2 separate regions of the Mus musculus genome follow, and region 1 is linked to region 2. The links are chromatin contacts, called in public Hi-C maps. All regions are on one chromosome and are shown on one strand. The core of a region is the stretch at or near the end of the contact, and the rest is flanking DNA. Distances in the headings are between cores, read along the strand shown.

The links. A called contact is a pair of places that touch in the nucleus more often than the background predicts.
Region 1: a Hi-C map of CD8 T cells shows a contact between it and region 2, with 3 times the contacts expected there. The contact joins the promoter of Zbtb33 here to the promoter of Rnf113a1 in region 2. A contact is called at or near these places in 2 of 39 promoter capture datasets (hippocampal neurons and pre-B cells) and 1 of 484 Hi-C or Micro-C datasets (CD8 T cells).

The regions. Positions count from the first base shown.
Region 1 is chrX:38,184,751-38,191,146 of GRCm38.p6, reverse strand. It overlaps Zbtb33 (zinc finger and BTB domain containing 33), which reads right to left and starts at 1,354. Exons shown (of 2, transcript NM_020256.2): 1 at 1,065-1,354.
Region 2 is chrX:37,186,822-37,193,508 of GRCm38.p6, reverse strand. It overlaps Rnf113a1 (ring finger protein 113A1), which reads right to left and starts at 2,287. Exons shown (of 1, transcript NM_153503.2): 1 at 1,042-2,287. The coding sequence starts at 2,117. The coding sequence ends at 1,092. Ndufa1 (NADH:ubiquinone oxidoreductase subunit A1) reads left to right here and starts at 2,271. Exons shown (of 3, transcript NM_019443.2): 1 at 2,271-2,520; 2 at 3,546-3,635; 3 at 5,768-5,921. The coding sequence starts at 2,419. The coding sequence ends at 5,788.

The DNA.
Region 1 (6,396 bases), core at 105-2,604, 1.0 Mb before region 2:
ACACACACACACAAACACACACACACACACACACACACACACACACACATGCTCACATATAAACACACAAGGGAGGCATGAGTATCTCTGTATTTAAAACATCATAACTTTAAAAGTCTAAAAGCCAAAAATTAAAACCATGTTAGCTACTCCATTTTAACAGCACCAAGGAATTACAGGCAATCACAAAGGCATTCATCACAAAGTGTGACCTTTAGACAATCTGCCAACAATCCAAAACATGAAGGTTTCAACAGAAACCACTTTCAAGTGGAGAGATTTCTGTATATGGCCACATGATTTTTATAATTGGAAAATAAGGGTTTTTTTTTTCCAACATGGGAATGATTCAAATGTAGGTGTCTAGGTGATACTGGGACCTGGTTTCATTTTGATTAGGTATCCAGCTGGTCAGGGTTAGCCCAGGATCACCCCAAGTGGGTCTCAAACCTTTCCTCCCCAGAGATTTGCGACCTGCCTACGGAAAAGGCATCTCATAGCATTGTGTAACACATCTTTGGTTGTTGGCTGGTTTAGAAGGCTGGTGACAGTAGGGAAGAGAAAAATGCCACGGGCCAGAGGGGGGGAAACAAACCAACACTACAGGGCTCCCTGCAGCTGTTGTCCATCTCTCCCTCTTCCACCATCTCCCTCTTCTTCCTTTGAACTTTGGTGCAACTGAGCTTTTAAACGTCAATTCACGTGAAAACACAAACAGGGATGGCGATGCAAACAGCAGAACGAAGGCAGGGGGGTTGAGGGGTGTTGAAGAAAGTAGGCCTAGCTCCTAAGGGTACTCTGTTGGGGGTAGCGGGCCATGCGAAGCCGGAAGCATTGTTGTGTCCAAAGAAGGATCTAAAGAGGAGGATGGGCCCCATAGTAAAGCTCAATCAAACTAGTAGGGAGGTGGGAAAAGAGCCCCCTTCCCCGCCCCCCAAAGCGGACGAATGGAGAGGGAGAAAGCCAAGTGGGTACTTGGCGGCGTCCCCCACGCCCTAAGGCTTATGCAAGGGTACCGGGTGCCTCTGGCACTGGACAGAGAAGGGGACCACGCCGCGCCTTACCGGTTCTCTTGGTAGAGCTCCGGGACCCACACAAAGAAAGAGCAGAGGAGCCAAGGCCTCGGGCTCCGCTGCTTCCTGGTTCAAGCGAGGCGGCCGCAAGCGTAGGCGCGGCCAGGGCATGGAAGGCGTAGGCGGGCTCCGTCTCCCGGGCCCGGTGCCCAGCCCACTCCTCACCTGCTCCGCGGCGGCCGCTTTCTCCTCCTCGGGGCCGAGGCAGGGTCAGAGTCCTACCCCAAGCAGCCGGACTCCGCAGCGCCGCTGCTGCCGCTTTAAATGTCGCTCCAGTTTCCGCCGACGTCAAAGCGGCTTCCACGGACGCGGCTCGGGCGCCGGGCTCCGCCGACAGAGGGCGCAGCGTGGGAGGCGTGGCTTCCTCGCCTTCCTCTTCCGAGAGCAGCCCGGGGTTGTCCGGAAGAGCGCGAAGCCCGCCTTCGGCTCTTTCCGTGACTGCGAAGCATTTTTCTAAGTGTTCTGTGATTCTCTTAAGAGCTCGGCTCCGTGAGACAGACAAAGATCCGATGACACTGTTAGGAGTGGCAGGGAGGCTAGTCTTGTTTGTTCAAACTCCCTTAAGTCCCGAGGGCTTAAAAATGTTCAGAGGTTGTATAAATTCCAGTTCTTTTGCATGTTTGAAGTCTGCCCTGTTAGCCTGTTGCTTGGATAACAAGCCACCTTGAATACAATCTGCATACTAAAATTTAACTCATACTAATTCAAATTGTAGGATAACAAGAAAACCACATTACACTGTCTACTTTTAAGAAGAAACCTGTGTTCTGATAACTCTTGTTAATCGAATGTTAAATGGTGCATGCAATATCTTGTTAACTGCATATCTATTAACATAGAGATCACATTTGATCTGCAGCAAATATACTCCAGGCCCTGTGGGATAGAAAAGCAGATAAGACAAGTTTCTCTCATTTCAGAGGGCTCGGCAGGTACATACACACGAATAAAAGTATTTTAAAAGTATAGAACTACAGAGAAGGAATAACAAACCAAATAGTGTCAAATGAGCCCTACCTTGAAAGGCAATAATATTTGTATTGTTTATCATTATTTTTTAAAATATTTTTTATTATGTATTTTCCTCAATTACATTTCCAATGCTAGCCCAAAAGTCCCACACACACCCCCCCACTCCCCTACCCACCCAGTCCCACTTTTTGGCCCTGGCGTTCCCCTGTACTGGGGCATATAAAGTTTGCATGTCCAATGGGCCTCTCTTTCTAGTGACGGCGACTAGGCCATCTTTTGATACATATGCAGCTAGAGTCAAGAGCTCCAGGGTACTGGTTAGTTCATAATGTTGTTGCACCTACAGGGTTGCAGATCTCTTTAGCTCCTTGGATACTTTCTCTAGCTCCTCCATTGGGGGCCCTGTGATCCATCCAATAGCTGACTGTGAGCATCCACTTCCGTGTTTGCTAGGCCCCGGCATAGTCTCACAAGGGACAGCTATATGAGGGTCCTTTCAGCAAACTCTTGCTAGTGTATGCAATGGTGTCATCGTTTGGAGGCTGATTATGGGATGGATCCCTGGATATGGCAGTCTCTAGATGGTCCATCCTTTTGTCTCAGCTCCAAACTTCGTCTATATAACTCCTTCCATGGGTGATTGTTCCCAATTCTAAGGGGCAAAGTGTCCACACTTTGGTCTTCATTCTTCTTCAGTTTCATGTGTTTTGCAAATTGTATCTTATATCTTGGGTATACTAAGTTTCTGGGCTAATATCTACTTATCAGTGAGTACATATCATTTGAGTTCTTTTGTGATTGTGTTACCTCACTCAGGATGATGCCCTCCAGGTCCATCCATTTGGCTAGGAATTTCATAAATTCATTCTTTTTAATAGCTGAGTAGTATTCCATTGTGTAAATGTACCACATTTTCTGTATCCATTCCTCTGTCGAGGGGCATCTGGGTTCTTTCCAGCTTCTGGCTATTATAAATAAGGCTGCTATGAACATAGTGGAGCATGTGTCTTTCTTACCAGTTGGAACATCTTCTGGATATATGCCCAGAAGAGGTATTGTGGGATCCTCCGGTAGTACTATGTCCAATTTTCTGAGGAACCACCAGACTGATTTCCAGAGTGGTTGTACAAGATTGCAATCCCACCAACAATGGAGGAGTGTTCCTCTTTCTCCACATCCTCGCCAGCATCTGCTGTCACCTGAATTTTTGATCTTAGCCATTCTGACTGGTGAGAGATGGAATCTCAGGGTTGTTTTGATTTGCATTTCTCTGATGATTAAGGATGCTGAACATTTTTTCAGGTGCTTCTCAGCCATTCAGTATTCCTCAGGTGAGAATTCTTTGTTTAGCTCTGTGCCCCATTTTTTAATGGGGTTATTTGATTTTCTGGAGTCCACTCTCTTCAGTTCTTTATATATATTGGATATTAGTCCCCTATCTGATTTAGGATAGGTAAAGATCCTTTCCCAATCTGTTGGTGGCCTTTTTGTCTTATTGACAGTATCTTTTGCCTTGCAGAAGCTTTGCAGTTTCATGAGGTCCCATTTGTCGATTCTCAATCTTACAGCACAAGCCATTGCTGTTCTATTCAGGAATTTTCCCCCTGTGCCCATATCTTCGAGGCTTTCCCCCACTTTCTCCTCTATAAGTTTCAGTGTCTCTGATCCACTTAGATTTGACCTTAGTACAAGGAGATAGGAATGGATCGATTCGCATTTTTCTACATGATAACCACCAGTTGTGCCAGCACCATTTGTTGAAAATGCTGTTTTTCTTCCACTGGATGATTTTAGCTCCTTTGTCGAAGATCAAGTGACCATAGGTGTGTGGGTTCATTTCTGGGTCTTCAATTCTATTCCATTGGTCTACTTGTCTGTCACTATACCAGTACCATGCAGTTTTTTATCACAATTGCCCTGTAGTAAAGCTTTAGGTCAGGCATGGTGATTGCCTATAAGACCAGACCTTGGTAGGCTGAGTCAGGAAGATTATAAGTTAGAGGCCAGTCTGGGTTCTAAATTTTGAACTCAGGTTGTAAAAGGCTTTTCATCCTTTATCTACTGAGCCAACTTGTCACACTCAGAGTTATTATGAGAAATATTTATATTAAAACAGTATTTATATATATTAAAATTATTTGTTCGGGGCTGGAGAGATGGCTCAGCAGTTAATAGCACTGACTGCTCTTCTGAAGGTCCTGAGTTTAAATCCCAGCAACCACATGGTGGCTCACAACCATCCGTAACAAGATCTGGCACTCTTTTCTGGAGTGTTGGAAGACAGCTACAGTGTACTTACATATAATAAATAAATAAATAAATAAATAGATAAATAAATTGTTCTTTATTTGAAATACTCTATTTTCATTTGTTTGATTTTGTAAATTTGAACTACTATATTTTCTTTTGTGGAATCCTATAAACCCAAAATAAACACATTGTTGGTTACAAAGTATCCTCCAAATTTGTGTAAGAAATATTCTTACCATTTTGTCCTTTTTCTCTTTTCTTATTAAAAATTTCCTTTTCATTCAGATAGATACAGGAAAGTATGTGACTTTATGTGTGCTATTGCTATATAATGTATATATTCACACAACTGTGCATATTTTATGAACATGCATGTGACACAGCATGAGCCCAGTAAGTGTCCACAGTAGGCATCCACATGGTACAAGAGACAGCCATCATCCAATATTACAAAATAAATAATATACACTCACAGAAAATGTCTGCAACATAAATAGAACTGCTACAGCCACTGTGTGAAGTGTTCACTTCACATATGGCCCAGCCTCTTGTCCTTCAGGTATTATAAGCATTGGAGGCTGAACAAATCGTGGTCTCTGATTCAGTTTAGACCTAGCAAGCTAAATGGGAGAATGAAGAGCTGAGTGGATTGGATGCAATGGCAGCCTATTTACACCTATGCACATATACCTTGCCCCTGGCTGGAGGGCTCAGGAACCTGGGCAAGACTTACCAAAATACTTGCAGTGTTTATTGTAACTTTGTGTGATTCTACAAGATGCTTGAGCCATCAGAGCATCACCTGGTGAGTGTGTGCCCTGGTTTAGTGACTTTTCTATCTCCAATGCTTTGTTCCAAAGTTCCCAGTGGGAAGAACTCCAGCAAACTCTGCTAATATGTACATTCCCAGGCAGGGGAATCACTGCTCTAGCTTGGGATCTTGGTTGGGTTTTGGAATGCTAATGACCTCAACCATTGGTGAGTCTGAAAACTAGTTCTGCTACTTCTGTTTATGGCTCCTTAGCAGCTTCTCTGTGCCTCCCCCACCCCTTCAGCTTCTTCTGCTTATCTCCTGCTACAAGCCCAGACAAAACCTTTAGGACAAAGAGATTGAGTTCAGTGTGGCATAATTGAGTAATTTGCATTTCTGAGAACTCTTTGGTCTTTTCGCGTTTCTGTTCTACTTCCCTTGAACCCCTTTCATTCCTATTTTCAATGTATCCACAAAAGTCCCTTCCTTTCCTTATTCACCTCTTTTTCTGCCTTAGATTCTCACTCATTCTTGGGTCCTTTTCTTAGGTATAAAGGTCCCCACTCCTTCTCCTGCCCCAGATATGAAATGGGACTTGGGAGAGAAGAACTAAATATAGTATTGTTTTGCATTACCACTATAGTCTTTTAAATTTAGATTGTTTTGTTTTCATTTTTTTTGTAAGGGTCTGGTTTCACCAAAGAATGATACACCAGACTCAAATAGTATGCAAAGGCAAAGAGCTTTTATTCTGCAGAAATTACCAGCATTCAGGGACCTCCATCCATCAAACTGGAGGTGCTGAGTGAGTTTGCAGGCTCACATTTAAAGCCTGTTAGGGGAAATCCAGGGAGGAGTGGGTAACCTCTATCCTGTTGTATCAAAACAGAAACTTAGGCCTACCCCTTAAACTACCACTTTGGAGCCTGTCATGGAGTCTGCTTGGCTTAGCCCCTGGCTTGGCCTTTTAATTGCCCTCTCATTCCCCAGTCTGATTTGTAACTGAATCAAATTAAACTGATTGATCAGGTCTTTTTCCCAAGGTCCGAATCATTGGCCAAAGGGTCAATTGGGACCCAAGAATCAGAAGTTACTGCCAGAAATAGGGGATTTTTTTTTTGACTTAGCATCTCAGCCTATAAAGTGGGGTGGTGAACATCATATTTTTCTTCTGTAACTGCTTCCTGTTGGCATTAGGATGTCAAAAGGGCCCAGGAAGGCTGAAATGCTAGTTAAGGGCAATGAGGGCATTTATCAGAAGCATCTGATCAAATGATCCCGCTAAAAGACAGGGAATTATTATATTGATTGGACTGGTTAATCATCAGCTTTCAGAATTTAGCAGTTTGC
Region 2 (6,687 bases), core at 1,038-3,537:
TGTTTTCTTTTTTTTTTTTTTTTTTTTGGTTTTCCGAGACAGGGTTTCTCTGTATAGCTCTGGCTGTCCTGGAACTCACTTTGTAGACCAGGCTGGCCTCGAACTCAGAAATCCGCCTGCCTCTGCCTCCCAAGTGCTGGGATTAAAGGCGTGCGCCACCACGCCCGGCTATATTTACCTGTTTTCTTACATCAACCCAGTCTGAGTTTTACCATTAAAATATTGACTGGTCTTCTGGCCTGTCCTCCCTGCCTCTCAGGAATGTTAACCAAATGTATTTGTCATTTTCATCCCCCCGTTACCTAGAGATTCCTTCAGTGTGGGATTTGGTCTAAATTCCCCATCTTAAAACGTTTGCCTCTTATCAGTTTCTTATCATATACCAAGCACTAAGCTAGATCCCAAACAATTGTGAATACAGGTACACTAATTTTAACAAGGTGTGATTAGTCCCATTGGAGTCTATGAGGACAGGGATAGTTTCAGATTATAGATTATAAAGCATTAGGCTTTTCGCTATCTCCAAGTTCAGTACAACATCCAATTCAGTGGCCATCTGCACATTTCAGGTACCTGACAGCCACATGAGAATAGAATCTAGCATACTGGACAGCTCGACAGAGAGCATTTCCATCGTCAGTGGAAACGGGGGTTACCTATAGGTGCTTCAAAGAGAGCATGGACAATTTCCCAAAGACTGCAAGAAACACCCTCAAAGAGATCGAGGACCAACTCAAGCCCTCCAAATGTGCATTTGAAAACAGCACTTGTACCAACAGATAAAGCATCAGAGTAATTTCTAAACTATTCAAATGTGATATAATAGAATCAGTTCTTGATGTCATCCCGACTTGGGTTCCCTTACGTAAATCCTAGCATTGTTCATGAACTTCTCCCATCCACATGACCTATGCTATAGTCATGGAAGTTATTTCAGGTCTAGAATTCCAGATAATACCTATCTTGAAGCTTTTCCTCTGGAGCCCTACTCCATCGCCTACCTTCTCTGCCACTTCCCTTTAGAAAGAAAGAAAGAAAAGATTTTAAGAAACAACAAAACATTTATTTTGAGACTGAGAATTATGGAAAGTCTAAATAATGGAAACTGGACTCTCCTCTATGTCTTCTAGAGAATCAGAAACACCACCCTCTGCTTCAGCTCGATGCTTTCCCAGTTTAGCAATCAGTTCTTTGGCTGGATTAAAGACGCCATTGGTCTGCTGGTCACAGACATAGCAGCGTGAGGTGGTACGGAAATGCTGCAATGCACAGCGCTCGCAGAAATAATGCCTACACTTGGTGACAACTGGATTTTGGAAGGTCTGGCGACAGATGAAACACTTGAATGGTATTTCCTCATCATCGCTTCCCACTTCGTAGTTTTCGTCCTCATAGACACCATAGCGACCCTCATCAAGCTCACGTTCGATCTGCCACCCGTGCTTGTAATCTGAACGATCATGGAGGAATTTGCAGCTGTCCCCGAAGCCGCAGAAACCAGTCTCCTTGTAGTCCTTACAGATATCGGGCTGGTAATCCCAGCGCACGGTGGCACGTAGATGCTCAGGAGCTCGGATAGGGCCTTTCCTCACCATCCCGGAGGAAGCATTGCCCATGGATGTATCCTTGGGCTTCACGTACTTCTGATAATTATTGATTCCCCGATAGATCTTGTCATCTTCCTTGCCCCTCAGCTCCTCCTGGATCTTCTGGCTCCGCTCAAAGATGGACTGTGCATCTCGATCCTTCTCAGTGTCCAGTTCGTAGACGGCGGTCGCCCCCATATCCTCGGGCCCCACGGGTTTTGCCGAACGGGTAGACTTGTAGACGACGCCGAGACCCTCCGGTTCATTCTCGTCCTCGCTACTCAAGCCGCCATAGGTTGCCTTCTGTTTAGCGCTGCCACGCGTCTTCTGGATCATCGGATTGTGGGTCGCTTGCTTCTTCTCCGGGCGGACCACAGAGCTGCCTTCATCACTGCTGCTGCAGCTGTCCCCGGAGCCTGCATCACAGAGCCGGCGCTTTCGGCGGCCCGCCGCTCCTTTCCGCCCAGGCTTTTTGAAGAGGAACGTGCACACCTGACGGGTAGAATTCCCGGGAGAAAGTTGCTCCGCCATTTAGAGATCCCCAAGTTCTGAAACTGCCGCGACGTCCGGGACCGCTTCGCGTCGTCACACTCCGTGGTGGTCTCTGATGCAGCGGATCAGATAGGAGGAGTAGGACGACAGAAAGAATCCTGTCCGGGAACGCTTGCTGGACCGCGAACGCCAGTCACTTTTGGGCCCCCACAGCCACCGTCGCTTCCTCCTCCGGAGCCGTACGGGGCACCGCCCCTCCCGCGTGCTGCCGGAAGAGAGGTAAAGCCGGGTCACCTCTGAGGAGCCGGTGACGGGTTGGCGTGCGAGTAACGGTGCGGAGATGTGGTTCGAGATTCTCCCTGGCCTCGCCATTATGGGGGTGTGCTTGGTCATCCCCGGGGTGTCCACTGCGTACATCCACAAATTCACCAACGGGGGCAAGGTAAGGCGGCCGACTCGGCCGCGGGTGGGGGACGGTGGGGGACGGGGGCCATTTATGGTGGGGGACGGTGGCCGTTTGGATGCGCCTTCGCTCTGTGAAGAAGAAGCCATCTAAGGGGGATCCTCCTCTTAATGTTGCCTGAACGCGGAGACTTGGGATTCCACCTTTTAACTTTAGTAAAACATAGCCAGTTTGAGGGCTGAGGAGGAGTGGCCCAAAAGGCAAAATCTATTCGGCAGTTAGCAAGGTAGATGACAAGAGTTGGGCCCTGGTTCCTAGGCAGAGGGAGAAAGGTGTTAGTCATGTCCCCGCTCCTTCCCATCGTTCATCTCCTTGCGGACACTGTTTAATTGATTTTGGTGGATGTATTTGTGCCTTTGAGTGCAGGAGCCCGCGGAGATCAAGAGAGGTCCCCGGGTCTCTTGGAACTAGTAGTTAAAGGAGGCTAGGAGGCAGCAGAAGTGGGTGCCACGAATCCAGTCCACTGCAGGAGCAAAGAGCAGTCAAGTCCAGGAAAGCTGGTACTACTACAGTGAAGCCCCGTCTCAAAAAAAAAAAAAAAAAAAAAGAAGTAGTTGAGAGGGGGAGGAGGATAAAGGAAAAAAATCAGTGGTGTTGGTCCCCTCCCCCAACTCAAAAAGGGAGAAGGCTGAGAAGTCAGTTGCCATCATGGTCTGGTTTCATTTAGGAGATTTTGGCTTTGTATTAGTCATTTAGCTTTTGTTTTAACTTTGTCAAGATTTACTATCTATGTATGTGTCTGCTGCTGTCTGTGTGCACCCATGAAGAGTAGAAGAGGGTATTGAATCTCTCCTGGACTTGCAGTTATGACCCCTCCCCCCCCCAAATAAAATCCAACCAACTTGGTGCTGGGAAGCCAGTTGAGCACCCAAGAATAGCAGGCAGGTACCCTTCCCCTCTGAGCTATCTCTTCAGCCTCTAGTATGTCATTTAAGAAAAATTGTGGGGTATATCTTTTTACTGGGTCACTTATATTTATAAACTGCCTTGTCCTTTATTTAAAGGAAAAACGAGTTGCTCGTGTTCAGTACCAGTGGTATCTGATGGAACGCGATAGACGTATCTCTGGAGTCAATCGCTACTATGTGTCCAAGGTAAGATGACTAAAAGAATTGTGGTGGCTTCTGGTAATGCCTTGCCTAAGGTCATACAGGGCTCATTTACTTTGCATGGTTTTTACTAGTGTGGTATACAAACTTTATATATATATATATATATATATATATATACACATACATACATATATAGATAGATGCTCAGTGTATGTGGTGTGCATGCATACATGTGTGTGTGCACTTGTTCATGCATGTGCATATGGAGGGCACACCCATTTATTTACTTGGTTGGTTGATTTGTAATTGAGACAGGGTCTTAATATTTAGCCTTTGCTTGCCTGGAATCCGCTATGTAGACTAAGCTGGCCTTGAAGTCATAAATTGGCCTACCTCTGGCTCCTGAGTGCTGGAATGAAATGTGTGCACTAGCAGGCCTAGGAACTTATTTATTTTTAAATTTGTCTTTAGTTCTATGCAGGCTCCATGGTACAAATGTGGAGGTCAGAAGACAGCTTGTGGGAGTGCCTTATTTAGAGAAGTGATAGAGCTGCCTTGGCAGCGTGTGCTTGTAATGCTAACCCCTGGAAGGCTAAGGCAGGGGGAATCTGTGAGTTTGAGGCTAACTTGGGCCACGTAGTAAGATACTGTCTCATCAAACAAAGCATAAAAAAGAATTAATGTAGTTTGATATGTTTGTGTGTGGTTTGAGTTGGTGAGTGCAGGCTATGCGTGGAGGTCAGAGGACAGAGGACAATCTGAAGGCAGTCACTTCTGGATCTGGGAACCCTTGTAGGATCTGGGAATCAAACTCAGGTTGACAAGTCTGCATGCAAAGCCATTTCTCTGCCTCTCACCCTCATAATTCTTTAAGTTTCATAAATCACTTAATAGCTGCTCCTACCTCATGGATACCCCACAGTGAACCTAGGTAAATTTTGTGCTCGTTTTCTAGATAGGAAAACATGGATAGAGCATGGGGCTCAGTTCGGTGCTGTGTGAGAATCCATCTCATGTACATGAGGGGAGATTAAGTAGCTGCCTTGTAAAAAGCCTGTGCCTCGCTGTTCCATGCTTTCATTTACCCTATGGTATTTTCATACCTGGAAGGAATGCCATTACTTATCTCTAGTAGAGTCTTAAGCTTTTGGTTGTGAGTGAGGTTTTTTGGAGAGGGGACTATTGCTTTTGTTTGAAGGCAGGCACTTGTTACATAAGCCTGGCTGGTCTGGAGCTTGCTGTGTAGCCTACAGCAGCCTTGAACTCAGAGCAAACTTCCTGCCCTTGCCTCTAGTAGCCGAAAACTTGCCTCCTGAATACTCACTGGGATTAGGATTACAGATGTGCAATACTATGTCCACTTTAGATCTTTGGATGTTTACGGGCAAAGGTTTTGGAGTTAGGATACTTTGGCTCTGCTGCTACTTGACTGACTTAAGGAAGTGATTTTTGTCTTCTTGAGACAGAATCTAACAGTTTCTAACTTCTTTGGTTCTTACTTCTTCTCTATTTCATCACCTTCTGAAGACGTTGACTGATTCGGTGTTCACCTTGTGTTCAGTGCTGTTGTGTGAGACAGTTTACTGTTTGGCCCTCTGATCCATGGTAGGGGCTGTGTATGAGGGCCCAGGAGGTAAATAATTACTTGACTGTAGTTCCAGTTAGAGTGAAGGGAAGGTCTTTTCATATATAATAATATGTTTGCTGCTGTCAGGAAACGAACAGGTACAGTGGTGCATCCCATAATCCTAGCATTTGGGAGGTGGAGGCAGGAGTTCACCTTTGGTACATAGGGAGTTTAAGGCCAACTTTGATTATATGAGACCTTGTCAAAAAGCAACAACAACAACAACAAAAACACGAGACATGATGTAGTGTCACACACCTTTAATCCTAACATTCTAGGGGCAGAGGCAAGTAAATCTCTGAGTTTGAGGCCAACCAGGCCTATGGAGTAAGAACCTGTCTGGGGTCGGGGGCGACGTCATTTAGTGGCCATTCTTTAATGATTATGAAGTCAATTTAGTTTCTGTTGTTGCAGTTAGAGAATTGTGGGATGTGAAATCGCTTGTTTTAATAACAGAATGCCATTCTGTGACACTGGAAATTAAACAGCATGCTACATTTTGATGGGAACAGAATCCTCACATTCTCCTTTTCATACTGTTTTACAGGGCCTGGAAAACATTGACTAAGGAAGCATTTTCCTGGCTGATTAAAAGAAATTACTCAGCTATGGTCATCTGTTCCTGTTAGAAGGCTATGCAGCATATTATATACTATGCGCATGTTATGAAATGCATAATAAAAAATTTTAAAAAATCTAAAGTCATTTTTATTTTTATGAAGTAAAGTAAGGGTTTAATAAAGATAATTTGATATAGGCATAAACATGAGGGTTAAGAGAAAAATAGAGGCACTCTGAAGAAACGAAGACACATCTGAGAGTGTGGGTGTAGACTTCTCAAAGAGTCTTCTTTTTTCTGTTACAATAGTCATATATAAGATTTTGGTAGGTGTCTTAGGGTTACTGTTGGTTTTATGAGACACCCTGACCAAAGGTTACTTGAAGAGGAAAGGTTTTATTCCACTCACAGTTCCATATAACAGTTCATCAAAAGCAGTGAGGGCAGGAGGCAGGGGCTGATACCAAGTCCATTGGAGGAGTGCTACTTCCTGGGTTACTCTCCATGGCCTGCTCAGCCCATTCCCTTATTGAACCCAAGACTACCAGCCCATGGTGGCACCATCCATGATAGGCTGTCTCCTCCCCATAAATCACTAATAAAATGCCCTACGGGCTTGCCTACAGTTCAGTCTTGCAGAGACATTTTTCTCAATTGAGGCTCTCTAATGACTCCAGCCTGAGTCAAGTCAGCATAAAGCTAGGGTACAGTAGGGTTTGAAGTTGCTATCTTTAAAGGTTGCAAGAAACATAAATGATAACATATCTGGGGGGATTGTCATCCAGATTACAGTGGTAAGGTAAAAGTCTAGGTAGGCGATTTTCACTCTGAATGTTAATTGTCTTATTTGAGATTTCTAGAAAATGTTCAGTCCCTACTCAAGGCCCTACACATTTAGGCCTTAAACC